Regions from separate parts of the Gossypium hirsutum genome. Here all the other regions are linked to region 1. Evidence: chromatin contacts called from public Hi-C data. All regions are on one chromosome and are shown on one strand. The core of a region is the stretch at or near the end of the contact, and the rest is flanking DNA. Distances in the headings are between cores, read along the strand shown.

The links. A called contact is a pair of places that touch in the nucleus more often than the background predicts.
Region 2: a Hi-C map of leaf shows a contact between it and region 1, with 4 times the contacts expected there. The contact joins the enhancer-like site here to the promoter of LOC107957339 in region 1. A contact is called at or near these places in 17 of 34 Hi-C or Micro-C datasets (anther, callus, fibers and 4 more).
Region 3: a contact with region 1 is called in a Hi-C map of leaf, with 3 times the contacts expected there. The contact joins the promoter of LOC107957340 here to the promoter of LOC107957339 in region 1. A contact is called at or near these places in 12 of 34 Hi-C or Micro-C datasets (callus, fibers, hypocotyl and 3 more).

The regions. Positions count from the first base shown.
Region 1 is chrA05:39,878,545-39,882,494 of Gossypium_hirsutum_v2.1, reverse strand. It overlaps LOC107957339, which reads right to left and starts at 2,015. Exons shown (of 5, transcript XR_001700411.2): 1 at 1,345-2,015; 2 at 1,176-1,244; 3 at 459-781.
Region 2 is chrA05:40,035,482-40,039,163 of Gossypium_hirsutum_v2.1, reverse strand. No RefSeq gene overlaps it. Among protein-coding and RNA genes, the nearest start is that of LOC107961194, 31 kb to the left of the region's middle. Within about 2 kb of position 1,768, at least 3 of the 9 cell types and tissues checked have an H3K27ac peak or open chromatin away from gene starts, as enhancers often do. A contact at or near this core is called in hypocotyl and leaf, where this site is marked.
Region 3 is chrA05:40,090,861-40,094,399 of Gossypium_hirsutum_v2.1, reverse strand. It overlaps LOC107957340 (60S ribosomal protein L35), which reads left to right and starts at 2,040. Exons shown (of 4, transcript XM_016892848.2): 1 at 2,040-2,153; 2 at 2,279-2,414; 3 at 3,078-3,234. The coding sequence starts at 2,150. It also overlaps the pseudogene LOC107961196.

The sequences.
Region 1 (3,950 bases), core at 766-3,265:
TATATAATTGTTGAATTAAGATCAATTGTGCTACTCTGCCATAAAAAATTCAAAATCGACTTCATTGTTGAGTTGAGTTAAAGCTATAGAACGAGGCAAAGTATTCTGATACTTTATTCAAATGGCTAGAGAATCTAATTGAGTTTTTTTTTTTAATTTCTAAAATATTATTGAATTTAGCTCAATATTTAATAAATAAACAAGACAAATCGAGCGACCTCGAGCAGATTGTTATCTTTAAAATTTAAAAGTGAAACTTACATAACTAGAGATGAACTTAGACCCTCAAACTTCAAATAAAGTTCAAGCTACTTGATTTAGCTCGATTACACTTCTAATTGGGAATATCTTACATGACTTCTATTAAAAATTGCTTAATTTGACGCGCATATAATCCAAAGGCAACCAATAGATCTCAAATTCCCATATCATGTAGTTCAATACCAGAAAATTCTAACCTCTGGCAGGGAAAGAAAGAAGGGTCCTGGGGGATTGCAGAAGCTTCTCCATCAGCAGCCAATCTGTGCCCAAAGAAGGAAGCCAAAGATGGGATTGAAGATTCGCCGCTGGCCCAGACGGCTAGGTTTTGCAAGTGCTCGTGTTTCAACACAGCTTTGACGTTGGTGGAACCTCCTCCCCTTGTTTGCTTCTTGCCGCTCGCTTCTTCTCTGAGTGACACCGTCTTTTGGAACTTTGATAGCGTATTTGCTGCACTTTTCACGCCTCCGCCGTCTCTGCCGCCGCCTCTTACTCTCCTTCCCATGTTTTTGCTTCTTTCCTCCTTAAAGAAAAGTAGAACTATTATTATTATTAGTAGCAAAATGATCTTGATTAAAGATTGGGCAATTAACCGGGTAAAATGCTGGTACTTGAACATAGCCATATACCTTATTGTTAAAACTAGATAGATGTTCGAATTGATCAAATCACCCGTTCATCAGTAGATAGATTAAAAATCACTAAAATTCATTAAAAAAATTAAAATAAAGGAAAAAATATAAAGAATTAATAAATCATAAACAAATTGAGGAAACGAAATAAGTACTAATGGTAGAAAGGAAATTATATTTGTTTTGAGCTAAGTAAAATAAACCAAGTGAAAGATACAAACCAAAACAATGTATTTATATTGAATTTCTAAAATTATAAAGATACGGCAGGCAGCAAGAGAATACCTTAGCAATGAACACAACCCGCAGATGGCAGCAACAGGGCCGGTGAGTTAGCAGCAAACCACACTAAGACTGTAAAAGTAAAAAATTCTCTCTGTCATTCGTACGAACAGGGGGAAAAATGGGATCTGGCAGAAGAAAAAAACTTGCTAGAACTAGTAAGAATACTGACCTTCAATATACTCTTATTTGCCCCCGGGGGGGTGGACTTGCTCTTTAACTTGGAATTAATTTTGGTTTGATTAGATTTCGAGTTTATTTGTAATTTGGTTTGAAGGACTTGGGTTTAAACACAAAGTGAATTTAGGCTTAGATGGTTTCTTTTTTTTCTAAATAACTTTTTTGGGCTTTAGCCCATTAACTTTTAGTTTTATAATTTTTAATAGATCTATCTATGTATGTAGAGGCCGGACGGCGGCGGTGGCACTGGGGTTCTGGACTTGGAAAGAGCTGCGCATCGCGGAGGCTAGTGAAGGAGAAGAAAGGAAAAAAGTCCGGCGGTGACTCTGTTGGAGAGCGCACAACGACGGCGCCGGTGACAATCGCTGACGGCTTAGCAGAGCGGCGGCGCTATGGATTTCAAATAAAATACGGGAAAGACGTAGGTGGGAGAGAAGGGAGACAACGGAGGCCGAGAAGAGGTCGAAGGCGTCTGACTGCGGCGGTGCCGACAACGGCGTTGAGAAGCAAACGGCAGGTAGGGGGTGTGAGCAAAAGAAAAAGAAGAGAACAGAAGCGGGAGAGAGAAGAGAAAGAGAAGGAATGAGCGGTGGCCTTTGATTGGAGACCAACGAGGAGGCGCCGGCAGTATTGAGGGTGAGGGACGGCTAGGGTTAGTTTTTTGGGAGAAAGAAAAAAAGATAGAAGGAAATATATATATATATATCAGATTCGAATGCACATATTTGAAGATTATTAGAGATTTTTTATTTTTTAAATAAAATGTGATTTGCTCTAAAATATATAAATAAATAAATTTTCACTTCATCCAATCACAATTAAATATTGAATAAGGAAGCAGTGTTAAAATCTTTCTAGCTGGACTTATTTTTTCTATAAAAATGGTGACAACTTTTTCTTTAAATAAATTCTTGTATTTTGGTAAAATAAAAAATTTTTAAATTTTCAATAAATATATAGCTGAATTTTGAATTGGAAAGGATCCTACACTTACTTTCATCTTCCTTTTGCCTTCTTCTCCATTAAGATTTTGGGATTTCTGTTTATGAACTTGTCTATTTAAAGATTGAGGAATCAAACTTTTACTATTAGGGTTAAAATAAAATGGTTTTTTTTTGTGTGTGTTTAGGGTTTGAAGAGTATATGAATGAGCAAAATTTAATTTGACTTGAAAAAATTAATTTTTTTTAAATTTCAAGTTAATTAATTTGAGTTATTTAAACTATTTAAGTCAAATTTAAATAAGTAATTCGAGTTTTGAGTTCAAATCAAGTTGAAATTCGAATAAGTTGAATAATTGGAATAAGAGATTGGTGTAAATACCCGAATTTCTATCAAGTTTGAAAGTGAGTAAATTAGTTTCTCTTTCAACAAAAATTACAAAAAAAAACAACACAATTTTTAAAAAATTCAAAATAATTTTTAAAATTCTAAATATTTATAGAAATTCTAAAAAAATTCTAAAAATTAAAATAATAATGTTAGAACCTAAATAAGTTAAGTAATAATTCAAGTTTATCATACTAATGTATTTTTTTTTTTTGCATTGAAAATGTTTTCAAATATATATAGTTTCAATTTTATGTTTATTTGTTAGAACCTAAATAAATTAGTTATACTGCAACAATATTTTAATTTGACATGTTAATTTTTTAATTTAAATCAAACAATTTCACTTAATTCGATTCGACTCGACTCAAATTTTATTTCACTTGTCAACTCAATTAACTCAAAAAATTGACACTCGATTCGATCAAACGCTCATCCCTAGTCCAGACTTCTAATGTGTTACTTTAAGTTAAACTCAAACTTTTACTTTTACTAGTTACCTTTAATTATTGTTTTTAAACGGAAATATATTTGCATTATTTTTTATAATTCCACATCATTATTTATATAAAAAACAGAATTGCCACATCAGATTTCTTTAAGGGAGATAACGCAAAATTTAACTTCAGGTTTAAATTTTAAAAATTGAAAAAAAAATAGAGGACCAAATTAGAACAAATTAGAGTAAAAAGACTAATTTCACAAGTTTCTCAAAGTATCGGAACGATTTACTGAATTTGATCAAATATAAAGTCACACTACAAACATAATAATAACGCTAATTGAAATATAAAAATGTTCAAATACAAAATTAGCTTTAAATAATACCATTTTTTTGTCAAAAAAGTGATAATTAAAAAATATATATATTATTTATATTTACAATCATTTAAGCTTCTAATTGAGTTAGTGTCATAAGTTAACTAAATATTAATTTAGATCAGAAAATTATGAAAATGTCATTTAGTAATTAGAATAAATTACATTATTTGATGGTACTTTAATATTTTCACTTTAACAAAAAAAATACATATATATAATTAGATTTGAATTTTTGTCAATTGGATTGATAATACTTTAAATTTATCACCCAACTAAAATTGTATTTGAATATATTTTATATATTTTAATTTTAATATACACAACTTAATCTAATTTTCTTTTATTTTAATATCATATATGTTTAATGTGTTATTATGATTAATTAATTTCAAACCATACATTTCATTATTTATTGTATGTTATTTTAAAACATACCTATATTCTAAA
Region 2 (3,682 bases), core at 519-3,018, 160 kb before region 1:
GCATGGTTGCAACTTAAGTTATGGGTATTAACAAGTATCTTAACTTCAATCTCCTTGAAACTGGATATCTCACCCTATCAATTGTTGTTGTTGCCTTCACTTTACAAGTAATATCATCGTCGTTATTTCAATAATTCAAACAGCCTCATTTATAATAGTATATATATATACACACACCAAGTTTGAGCTAAAATCATGTAGGATGGTAATTCTCATTCCCTCAAAGGATTTATTCTTATATTGTTCTACAATGTTATTAGAGCTTGCTTTTTCATATCTAGGACACCTCTAAGTAAGAATAGATTACCGTATATATACATTGAAACTTTCTTTTCTAACTGTTTATTATTGGATTTTTCCTCACATTTTATCTCAAAGCAAGTTGACATCACAAAATAAACAACTAATAAGTAAGAATAAATTACCATATATATATATGTATATATTCACACATTCATCACTTGAAACTTTCATTTCTAACTATTTATTATTGGGTTTTTCCCCCACATTTCATCTCAAGCAAGTTGAAATCACAAAATCAACAACTAATATACCCATTGATCCAATCTTCAGAGCTTGAGGAAGTAAGTAAATGTTTTAGAGAGCTTTTTTTTTTTTTTAACAAATGGATTCAAATATTATGGAACTAAAGGCACGGGATTTGTCGATATATGATGAAATATTGTTTGAAGCTTTTAACAGGAATGTCATCATATACATTTTATTTTGAAGGAGGGTGTTTGCTTCTTTATATGAATAAAGAAGGGAGTCAGATGGGGTGGCGGAGATTGATTGTAAGTTCTGAGAGAGTTTGAACAGGGAGTGGCAAGATGACGACAAAGAAGACAAAGAAAAAAAGAAAGTTTTGGAATAATTACATAAAGGTGTTTAAGGTTTAGTCAAAAATAAAAAAAATTACCACGTGTCATCATTTAATTGGTTAATGTGCCACGCCAACAATTCGTTAGTGGATTAACGAAATTTTTAATAGTGGTGACTAGTTCGAACAATTATTTTAATTAAAGTGACTAAATTGAGAAAAAATTAGAGTGATCAAAATAGGATAAACCCTATTTTAGAGTGACTTTAGATGTAATTTATGCTAATAACATTTAATTATATAATCTATCAAGTTATTAAAAAATTTTTATATTATAATAATGAAACCAACTACTAAATTAATTCAAGCTAACTTGATTTGTACATGAATTTTAAAATTATTAACAAATGCTGAGTACAATGATAAATCATATTACGGTATTGATGAGAGAATATTGTTGAAAGAGGCAACGACAAATCTCGAATATAAACTCTAAAATAAACATGAAAAATTAAAAAAAAATTCTAAAAAAATTTTATCCGCACCATCATAAAGAAATTAGAGGAAAATGTATTAACCTAAATTTTTATATCTACAACATATAGTTGTTGTGATTGAGCCAAGAGATTATTTATATATATATATATATAAAAGTAAGAACTCGACATTCAAATTGGTGGGATAATATTAATGTTTGTAAGAACTCGACATTCAAATTGGTGGGATAATATTAATGTTTGTATTTTGGGTAAACTCAATTATTTCTCCAACATATATGTTTGGGAGGGGTGTATGGTAGATTGGCTCACGAACCCAATATGGAAGACTTGGAATATGGATTCAATTAGAGATATAAGATAATGGATCCTAGAGTGGCTATATGTTGGGATCCTGTGTCTTGTACTATGGCACTTGTAGAAGCATAGGAATCATGATATGCATTATAAAGGAGTTGTTCCCAACCCAACCCAATCCAATCCAAGTGGGTATAGTTGGAAGGTGTGGTGGGCAGCTCTAAGTAGAGTACAAAACTTTACTAAATATCTGCAGGAATAATGCTGGCAATGAAATTGAGCAAGTTCATATCAACAAATATTCTTTTATCACAACAAAATTAATTATTATGATTACTTTTTTTTTGACATGAATTTACTTCTAGAATAAAGATTATTGGTCAATATATATATATATATATACAATCGTTTATTATTATCACAATTGTTTGCAGTTTTAGTGTCGACAATTTAATTACGAAAGAATTGAATAAATCTAATAACTTATTTTGATCACATTTACTCACAAATTTAGCATAAAAAATTTTGCATTAAAAAGATTGAATAGTTGTGATGACTTTAAATCTAATTACTATAAATTATATTAATTATTTTCTTTCTCCACTAAAAATGCTATCTCATGTAGTTATGGTTTTATTTATGTTCAACTATATTTTTTAGTTTTGATTATTTTTGTTTATCTTTCTTTTTTATTAATTCTACTAAATTCGATATAATGAATTAAATAAAATAGATTATCAAGAAATTTATAAAATAATATAAAATATGCTTAAATATTTAGAATGTTTTTATAAATAATTAAAAAATTAATTAAACTCTTAATTAAAATTTGCAATCGATTGAGTTTTTAATTTAAAGATAGTAATCGATTGAGTGAAGATGTGGTGGTGGTGTCGAAACAATAATGACATGGCAGATGAAATAGTATTTCACATGAAAAATGTTGACAAATGGAAGGTTTAATTGATTTTTAATTATTTTACGAGTTTAATTAATTTTTATAACTTATAAAAGAAATTATAAAAATTTGAGTAAATTACACCATTAGTCACTAAACTATGGGTAAATTTTCATTTTTATCACTTAATTAAAAAAGTTACAATTCCCTCTCTTCACCAATTAATCCTTGATAAGTGATTACTTATCTTTTCAATCTAGCCCCTGCACTACAATTTATCCAATTTTATCACTTGGCAATTTGGTCTTATAATTTCATATATACCACATGAGCTCCTCGAATAATATTTTTGGTTTAGCTTGACTTAATAATTCAGCCCCGAACTCGAATTTTTTTAACACTGGCGAAAATCAAGCCGTTATATTATTATTTAATTAATAAACAATTCGCATTTATCTAACACCGTACTTGAATTTTATTTTCTTGATCACTTATACAATACGAATTTTGACTTCGAAAAATTTAGGATGTTACATTTCTTGGTTTTTTTCTTTGAAGTCCTGGGAAACTTTCACCCTCAATTTACTAGGGTTTGACTTTAGAGAGTTGGTTAAAACCATTTGTAAAGCTTATTAAAGGTTCTTTCTTCAAATCGTTTAATAGGACATTGTCATTTTATCATCTTTCATCCTATCTTTTTCCATCTTCTCTATATCTTTATTTATCTTGATTATGTTCATTAAAAACATTTTTAATACTTTATCTTCTTGTTCAATTTTAGGTTGCCTAGCCACCAAGATAGGGTTTCTCTCTTTGATTCAATTTTCTTTTGCTTCGAATAACTTGAACTCGATCCTATTCATTATGTCTCTATTGTTTTATCATCAACTTAATCAAAAGTTTAAACTTAGTAGTAGAGATAAATATACAAACAATGGGATGGAAAAAATGGTATAAAATATTAAAATTTATATTAAAATTAAAGCAATAAAATTAAAATTTTATAAATATTAATACCATGAATTTAAATCTCACTATATACAATTTTTTCATTAATTTTATGAAAAATAAAAGAAAAAAATAATCTTCTAATTTTTCCAACTAATTAACATTCAGTTAACTCAATTAAGATTAGAAGAGATATTGATAGTATGAAAGTTTATATATAGT
Region 3 (3,539 bases), core at 791-3,290, 210 kb before region 1:
AACAATGGCAAGAACTTAAACAATGGGGCTTCCAACTTCGCTGTCCTAACTGGGGGCCAACTTCCTTCAGGGTCGGCACTGCAAAAGCTCATGTTCGGAACCATGACGGTCATGGACGACGAGCTGACTGTCGGACATGAGCTAGGGTCTGGGCTCCTAGGCAAGGCACAAGGGTTCTATGTTGCTAGCTCAATCGATGGGAACAGTCAAACCATGGCATTTACGGCCATGTTCGAGAGTGGACACTACGCTGACACCCTTAGCTTCTTTGGGGTTCATCGGGTCGGTGTATCGGAGTCTCATTTGGCCATCATGGTGGCACTGGGAAATATGTTAATGCAAAAGGTTTCGCCATTGTTAAGACCATACCAGCAAGCAATCAACAGCAGGAGACTGATGGCTTTGAGACAGTGCTGAGTTTACTGTTTATATTACCTATTAGATCTGATTTGAGAGTCAAAATTCAAAGATTTCTGATTTTTTTAATAAAAATTGTGAAATTTTATGTGATTTATTTGGAAAATTATACTGTGTTATGAATCTAACAAAAAAAAATGAAAAATTTAGAATTTGTTGCGTAAATTTTGAGTTGATTTATCCGGTTAAATGAATATGTAACAACCGAATTAACCAATAAAAAATCTGATTGAATTATTAAAAAATTTCTTACAAAAATTTATAATGTAAAATTTAATCGGCTTAATCACAAATTTGGTCACTAATATTTACATGCTTTGTCAAAATGACCTTAATTGTATTTTCGAGTCTTTTTTTTGCTATAAACCTTTGTTTTTTTTTTCAAATTACGTTTTTTTAATAGATTTGATGAAATTACCATTAAGAATTTAATGGGATGATGTGAAATTTTATATGTAAAATATTTTTAATAGAATGTAATCTATATCGAAAATATTGAATGTGTGCTTTTTTTTAGATAATTACGTTTATTTTCTTTAAGTTAAAAGTTATTTTTTTAACTTCATGAATTATTTATTTATTTTATAATTTTTCACATGTAATTATTTTATTGGGTTACCTAAATAATAGATTATATCTCATTAAAAATATTCCACATATGAAATTCCACATTACCCCGTTAATTTTTTTAATGATACTTTCATCAAATCTGTTGAAAAATAAAAGCAATTTGAAATAAAGAATAAATGTTGATGACCAAAAAAGTCTAAAAAATACAATTAAAGTCATTTTGACAAAACATGAAAAAAATTAGTAGTTAAATTTACCATTAACCCAATTTAATTTTCAACTTTTCCTTAAATATTGTAAATAGAGTTAAAAGCTTTTTTTTAAGGATGGGTGAAGGGATCCTATTTCAGGAGTTGCATCGACAACTGCTGTGGCTAGAGAAGAACTTGGTATGTGGCGTGGAGGAGTTGGGAGAAACATTGATAGATGCAATGTTGGGCAGGTTAAACTTTGGACTATTTATGATGGACTTCTTATAACGTGGGATGCTAATTGAGTTAATATCCTGGTCGAAACAAATTATTCTCAAACTGTGGAAGCCGTTTTAGATAGGTCTTGTAGGTAATTGTACCGGCCGGGACCTAACTTTGAGAATTCAAGAGATTTGTAGGAGACAATAGAAGGTGGTCATTAAGAAGATTCCAAGAGAAATTAATAGAGCTGCTTATACGTTGGCTGGGATTATGAAAGCTTTCTCTTATGATCCAATAGTCTTTTAGGAACCTCCGGAAATAATCATGAAACATCAGCGGATAGATGCTTGGTTTTTACATGATGTTACTAGAATAATATTGTAATTATTGCTGGGTTGTTTAAAGATTTTAATCCAACTCTTTTTTAAATATTTATTGTCAAATTCAACTCTTTTTATAATATTGATGACTAAATTAAAAAAATATATAAATATTAAAAAAAACTAAATTTTAGAGAAATTATAAAAATCGATTTGTGGAGAAGCTATACTCATTCCTCCATTAGACTTTATCCAAACAGGCCCAAGTTTAGAAGCCCATATAATATTATAGCCCAATAAACTACAATAAAATAAACCAATTTTAACCCAATTCTTTAGAACCCTAGTCTCCTTTTAATATTAGGGTTTCATCATACTTTAAGAAAGACAGAGAGAAGCCGGCACTTCTGAAGAGCAGCGGAAGAAGCAATGGGTAACTCTTCAAATACCTTTAAAATGTTCATATTTTTCTTACATTTCCTAAAATCAAACATGGATTTTTCATGTGTTTTAATCTTTGTTTCATGTTATTGTTTGTAAATCGCTTAAAAAAAACAGCGAGAATCAAGGTCCATGAGTTGAGACAGAAATCAAAAACTGAGCTTTTGGCTCAGTTGAAAGATCTCAAAGCTGAGCTCGCTCTTCTTCGTGTTGCCAAAGTTACCGGTGGTGCACCTAACAAGCTTTCCAAGATGTAATTTTCTCTCTCTGTATTGTTCTTTTTTAATCTGTTGTATGTGTTAGCTATGGATCGTAAGTTGAGGGTTAATTGGGTATATGCAAATGGAACTTGATTTCCTAGTTTATTTGGAGAAATGGGTATTCATTTGTTTCTAACAAAGGATTTTCTTGTTCGATTGGTACTTTCTTATATTGTTTTTGCTATGTAGTGAAAGTGAATTGCTGGTATCTCTGGAACAAAGTTTCCCTTCTGTATAGTTGTTAAAATGTGTTGTGATAAATAAAACGTTAAAACATTTAAGAAATTGGTTTTCATTAAGAAGCTTAATAATTTCGCTTTTATGTATGGAACAATATGTTTGAATTTATATTTATTTTAGCCATATGCCATTTTTTCTCCCTCGAATTATATCATTTGGTGACTATATGAGAAGCGAAAAGCAAAGTAGCGATATTGATTCCGATATCATTTGATTGGCAAGTTCAGCTTTTAAAGAGCTAGTTAGGACTAACGTATATGTTGGTTTTGAAACTGTACACTTTGGAGTGCATTGTATATGAGTTTCATTTTTGACTTGTTCAATATTTTGTTAGACCTTGTTGATTTGGCATGTTCCGGTTCCGGATTCATTGGCTTTGGCATGTTATTTTGATTCTTCTGTTTGTATGAATGCAGAAAGGTGGTGAGGTTGTCAATTGCTCAGGTGTTGACAGTGATCTCACAGAAGCAGAAGGCTGCACTGAGGGAGGCATATAAGAAGAAGAAGTTCTTGCCCCTTGATCTCCGTCCAAAGAAGACCAGAGCCATCAGGAGAAGGCTTACCAAGCATCAGGTACAGACATTCTTTTGATTATGCGAATATGCTTTTATTATAGCTTTTGTTGAATAAGTATTTTTTACTAAAATCCTAGTGTGAGTGTCGGGTTAAGTTCACATACCCATGTCTGAAGATGTGCTTGTTATAGGTGTCAGACATGAGTACATTAAGAAAATGAAAAGTCGGAAATCAGAATAACATAAAATCGTGCCATTTCAGCTGCCATGCAGCTTCCATCCATCTTGAATGCATAGAACTATCAATGAAACATGTATTCGGGTTTAGTTTGCTTGCTATTTGTATAGCTTGTTTGGTTGTAT